Linked DNA regions of Pan troglodytes: region 2 is linked to region 1. A link is a contact called in public HiChIP or PLAC-seq data. All regions are on one chromosome and are shown on one strand. The core of a region is the stretch at or near the end of the contact, and the rest is flanking DNA. Distances in the headings are between cores, read along the strand shown.

What was found. HiChIP or PLAC-seq counts read pairs in DNA pulled down with a chosen protein or histone mark.
Region 2: a contact with region 1 is called in an H3K4me3 HiChIP or PLAC-seq map of stem cell-derived excitatory neurons, with 2.3 times the contacts expected there. The contact joins the promoter of PLEKHG3 here to the promoter of ZBTB25 in region 1. A contact is called at or near these places in 1 of 7 Hi-C or Micro-C datasets (stem cell-derived neural progenitor cells) and 1 of 1 datasets of contacts at active chromatin or transcription factors (stem cell-derived excitatory neurons).

Annotation. Positions count from the first base shown.
Region 1 is chr15:62,482,437-62,485,173 of NHGRI_mPanTro3-v2.0_pri, forward strand. It overlaps ZBTB25 (zinc finger and BTB domain containing 25), which reads right to left and starts at 1,348. Exons shown (of 4, transcript XM_016926220.4): 1 at 606-1,348. The coding sequence starts at 1,348. It overlaps ZBTB1 (zinc finger and BTB domain containing 1), which reads left to right and starts at 891. Exons shown (of 4, transcript XM_063793535.1): 1 at 891-1,028.
Region 2 is chr15:62,681,886-62,684,622 of NHGRI_mPanTro3-v2.0_pri, forward strand. It overlaps PLEKHG3 (pleckstrin homology and RhoGEF domain containing G3), which reads left to right and starts at 1,385. Exons shown (of 19, transcript XM_016926228.3): 1 at 1,385-1,719.

The sequences.
Region 1 (2,737 bases), core at 98-2,597:
CCTCCGCAACTGGTAACACCTGATTACTCCAAATACTGAGTGCCAGAGAAGACGGTGATAAGATGGGTCAAGCTTCAAAAAGAAAAACCGGATTTGCTTAGAACAAGATAAACATAATTTGAAGATAGAAAAGGGGGGGATGTCTTCTTGCCCTAGAAACGAGGTAATCACAAGCTGGGAGTGGAAACAGTAGCCGCAGCGTCCTCCCAGCATCTGGAAAGTCGCCCGCTCGTAAGAGGGGTCGGCGCTACCCGAGGGAGGCCGCAGGCCTACTGGGGTTTCCTGCTGGGGGTCGCACCCGGACCCGCGGCCGGGACGGCTCTGCACCTTCGCGGCACCCCGTGTGCCACCCTGAATCAGGCCCCGGCAGCCGCTCCTACGAGCAGCAAAGGGTGGTTCTGGGTATTGTCGGCCCAGCGCTCACTCGCGGATGTATTTTCCTCCTGTGCCCTGCCTGACATCTCAATCGGACCAAAAACACCCCTCTCCCCAGCTACTTGCATCTGTCCCGCGACTGGTGCAGCTGCAGGCCGCCGCCCTGGGTGGCTCGCGGCGGGAGGGACTGAGCCCGGGGCAGCCCACAGGGGCAGGACCGCGTCGCTTACCCAGATGCCGCCGCGGCGGCAGGCCGACTCCTCCGTGCAGGAGGGGCGGGCTCCCAAGCCGCGCACTGCAAGCAGTGGCGCCGGCTCACGCACCCCTCGGCCGCCTCTCGCGCGGCTTCCCGCGCCGGCAGCCCGCGATGGCCCCACGTGACCGCGTGTCTGGTAGCAGGGGAAAGAGGGGCGCCAGCGCCGGGGTGTGCGTGCGTGCGTGCGTGCGTACGTGCGCGCCCTCCCTCCCCAGTGGCCGGGTGGGGGTCGGCCCGCGCTCTGAGTGCCGCCGCCACAGTTCGCAGTTGTGACTCTGTAGGCGGAAGCATAGGGACAAGCCTGAGCGTCACAGGCTCCCCACAAACAACCGCGTGACTCGGGGACTTTCCCCAGGGTGTGCAAAAGCACAGGCACCCCCTCAGTTCTGGGGTGAAGGTGGGGGTGGGGAAGGATGCGCCCGCGTGTTCGCTGGGGAAGGGATGAGGGCGCGGGGCCAGGGAGGCCGAGCCGCGGGAGCCTGGGTGGAGAGGCGGACTGGGCGAGGTGGGGCATGGCGGGGGAAGTGACTCAGGGCCAGAGGCGGCAGGCCCACGGAAGGTGGGGTCGGGGGGGCGCGGGGACTGGGCGACCCTGAACCGACGGGACAGGGCGAGGTTGCCGGAGCACTCGAGGCGGACCGCGAGTGACGGCCCAGCTGCTGGGCCCAACGGGGCAGGGGTCTGACATCTGGACGGAGTGGGAAAGCAGCCTCGCATCCTGCCCTGGGGAGTCGGGAGGAGCCCAGTCCCATCCAGCTGTGCAAACAGGAGGAGGAGGAGGTCCCAAGCCTACCCTTGAGAGGGGCAAGAGGGGTGGTCAAGCCGCCGCCGCCGCGACGGCCCCCGCGGTGCGGGTTGCGCCAGCCTCCTCGGAGCTCGACGCAGAAACTTGTTGCAACAAACAGGCGACCGCGGGTGCCCCTAGCAGCCAGCGGCAGAGTGGGTGGGCGGGCGAGAGGGAGGGGAAGGCTGGCGGACGCCGCAGCGAACTGGTGGGCAGACCCGGAGTCGCCGCGTAAGCGGGGCCGGCTCAGTGCGGTGCGGCAGGCGCGGCTGTGCGGCAGCGGAAGTCCTTTGTTGCAGCACAGTCCCTGGCAGAGCCAGAGTCTCTCCGCGCAGCCCAGCCCGAGCGCCGAGCGCTGCGCGCCGCCGCCACTGCAGCTCGCGGCCCCTTCGCCTCCGCCCGCCTTTCCCGCGGCTGATTTGCCTTAAACTCCCTAAAATCTCCGCAGCTCTGGTTCCTGTTGCGGCCGGTAAGTATTTGCCAGTTGTGGGGCTATTTGCGCAACTTTGGCCCAGGCTGGAGGGCGACGGGCCGCGGGCCTGGCGGAGTGCGGGGCCGGAGCGGCGCCGATCCGTGCGGGGAGCCGGAGCGCGACGGACGCGCTGCGAGGACCCGGTGACGGGCGGCTGCCAGGCCGCCTGCTTGTTGCCGGCGCGTCAGGTCCCGGGCGTGCGGCCTCCCTGAGTCGGAGGCAAAGCCCCTACGGAGACTAGTTCCCAAATTAGTTACCTTCTTTTCTTTCTTTCTCTGCCTTTATTTTTTTCGAGGGGGGAGGGGAGGTGTAGACGGGAGGCGGGAGAACCCGGTTGATTGACGTGCCTAGAGCCCGCTTCTCTCAACTTACAGCTGCGGCTCGGCGGCGGGTGGGAGGGGAAGTGTCCCGGAGCCCGAGGCTGCAGACTTGGGCGCGCTCCGAGGGAGGAGGCGTTAAGATCCGTGCAAATTCTTGCTACGCTGTTTCCCACCCCCTCTCGCCGGCACACACGCTTTTTGTTCAGTAAAAAGTGGAAGGTCTGAGTTTGGGAATTTTAAGTGGAAAAGATCTGTTTCTTGGGAAGGGAGTGCTTTCGCTTGCAGCGGTGGGCGCTTACTAGAAGTTCGGTTAATGTGTTGGATGCAGATCGGGAGTCGTTACTACTAAAGTATGTAGGCAGGGTCTGAGCTCAGCCACCCCACCCAGTCTCCCTTTCTACCTAAGCAACGCGTGTACATGATCTGAAGGGTTGACATGACATTTTCTAAATTGGGCGAATCAGGAAGAGGTTGATGAAAATCCTTGACGTTTTCTGGGGATAGGACATTTGTGTGTGATAACGTTCTTA
Region 2 (2,737 bases), core at 135-2,634, 200 kb after region 1:
AGGTGAAAGCCTGAGGTTGGAAGGGGTGAGCACAAGTCCTGGAAGGCCAGAAGGGGGACTTGTCACTTCTCCCCTGGCCGGCGGGGTCTAGCGGAGCCCCAACTAAGTTGATCTATTTCCGAGCCCCTCTTCTGCAATCTCTGCTCTCACCTTCACGGTCCGCGAGTCTGGGGCTCTGCAAGCCTCCAACACACCCTCCCTCCCTAAGGAATGTGGGCCCCGCTTTCTGGGCCTGCCAGACCGAGCGCCTACCGCTTCCTCCGCAGGCAGGAGCCGGGACGCTGCCTTCACCCCACCCTCCGCCAGGATCCAGTTTCAAAGTCACCTGAAAGCCATTTCCTTCCGCGCCTGCCCCGCCTCTCCCCTCCCAGTAGATCACCTGGAGCTTGCATTTGCCCAGAGCAGCATTTTGGGGCGGGCGCTTGTTTTGTTTTAAATGATACCTCTAGAAATCGTTTGCTGTACACCTGGATAACAAATATACCCCGTGGTTCTGATATCAGCGTCCTATTCCTCCTCCCAAGGAACTAGTGATAGCGTCTAACCAGTGGGCGTTGTTCCTCTTCCGGAGCCCCACTCTGGGCTTCCCTCCTCCGGGCTTGTTGTTCTTCAGGATCTTTACTGATGAATTATTATGGGTTTTTGGATTTATGCTCTTGCTCAAAATGTATTGAATGTCTCTGTCCCCCATCCTCACCCCTTGCCCCCCAGTTTCCAGGTGTGTACCTTTCCATGCATACACGGTCATATACAGAGACATAAAGACAAACGGTTCTCTTTGTTTTATAAAAACGGGGTCCTCTATCATCCAGGTTTCTGTGTTTTATTTTTCCTATTTAACAGTTCCTTGTGGAGTTGCCTTCACGTTGTCTCCTTTATCTCTTTCCCGTCAGCTTCTCAGAGGTCTGCATTCACCACTGTAAAGCGTCACAGGGACCGAGTTATGGTGAGGAATTCAAGACGTGCCTTTCTGACTTGGAAAAGCGGACACGGCCGGCTCTGGTAGGATTAGGACCCCCAGATCCGATCCCAGCTGGTCACTCACTTGGGAAAGCCCTCAGCCCCCTTCGCAGGGCCCGGTGTTCCCTGTCCATACAAGGGGTACGTTCTGGCAGTCCATGCTGTCTCGGGAGGCGGTGATAGCAGGTCTGTGACACCAGGGTGACCCCACCACGTGCGTCTTGGTATCCTAGAGCATCTAGGCTGCCCGGGGGTGCGCGCTCATCACCCTGCGGGCGTTAATCGTTAACCGCGCCCAGGCCTCGCCGCCGCCGCAGCCTTACCCCGGCTCTGGCTCGCCGCGCCGCGAAGGTTCCCCCGGCCCCCGCAGAGCCGCCAATTGCTGGACTGCAGCCGCGGGCTGGAGTCTCCACCCACAGGAAAAATTCCTGGCCCGCCCCTCCCTCGCTCCCTCGCTCCCTCGCTCCCTCGCTCCCTCGCTCCCTCGCTCCCTCGCTCCCTCCTGCCCTCCCGCTGCAGCTCCGGCTCCGCTCGACTTCCTGCCGGGCGCTGGCAAGCCGCGCGCTGCCTGGGGTCTCCGGGGGCCGCGCTTGCAGCTGGCCGAGTCCGGGCCGGCTGAGGGGCTGGCGGTGGGCGGGAGCGGTCGGCGGCCTCGGCCCCTTCAGAGAGCGACTTTCAAACTCGCGCCCGCGTCGCGGCAGCACCTGGGCAGCCCCGCACGCCGTGCGCGTCCCGAGCCCGCGGGGCAGCTACCGCTCGGTGAGTGTCCCCTGATTCTCCTCTCTCCCCTCTTATCTCCCTGCATTCGGCTGAGCGGCGGTGCCGGCAGTCACACTGGGGCCCCAGTCCCTTCGCGGCCCCCGTGCCAGCCCCCTGCGGGGTGAGGACCGGGGCGACCGAGGAGGGCCTGGGACTGTGTTGGCTGCTTCCCGGGCCACCCTGCCGCAGAGTGCGCGAGCGCAGGAGGGTCGTATGGGGAGACTTTTTCTGTCTTTTTTTTCCCTCCACTCCGGAAACAAAAGGGGCAAATGCGCCGGGCGGCTCCAGAGAGGCTCAGTTTGAAATCCAGGAAGCCCGCGAGGCCGCGCGCGCCCGAGGGCTGGTGTTTGGCTGGAGCTGTGGGCCTGGCGGGTGGACCCTTCTGCGCGAGGACCCGAGCCTCGGCTCCTGCCAGCCCCGGAGGCGCCTGCAGCCTGTTCCGGGTTGGCGCCGCACGGTGCTCGCTGTTGGGAATCTCGGCTACCTGTCCGGCAGGGAGGAGAGTGGGGGCCAGAAGCGGGGAGCGGAAAGCCCGGCCACCAGCTGCCTCGACGTCGTCCACTCCTGAAGTCGGTTTGGTTCTTCGCACCCCTACACCCAGCCCTTTGGTTTGGAAAGCCAGTATAGGGCGTGCAAGCTTAAATTTTTAAGGCGTTAAATAGCTACTTTGACTCTTCGGGGCGCCTTTGGAACACAAAAGGAAGAACGGAGGGGAGAATGGAATGGTTGGAGGCTGGAGAGGTGTGGCTTTTGGGGAGAGTGTTGTTAGAGGCCGCGAAAGAGTTTGATCCTCGAGGTCACTCGCTAATCTGTTGGCATATGTAGGTGCCTGTCCCCTGCTCTGGGGGCCCCAGCAGGAGACCCACACTGCGTTCACCTTACGGGGAACCCTGGACTGGGGGTTCCCAGAGTCTCCCCAGCCGTGCCTCTGCACGCAGCCCAGTCACATGGCCCTTGCTCAAGAAATAATAAGCAGGGAGGGCAATGACAGTCCGGAGCGGGGGAGGGCCTCCCCGTT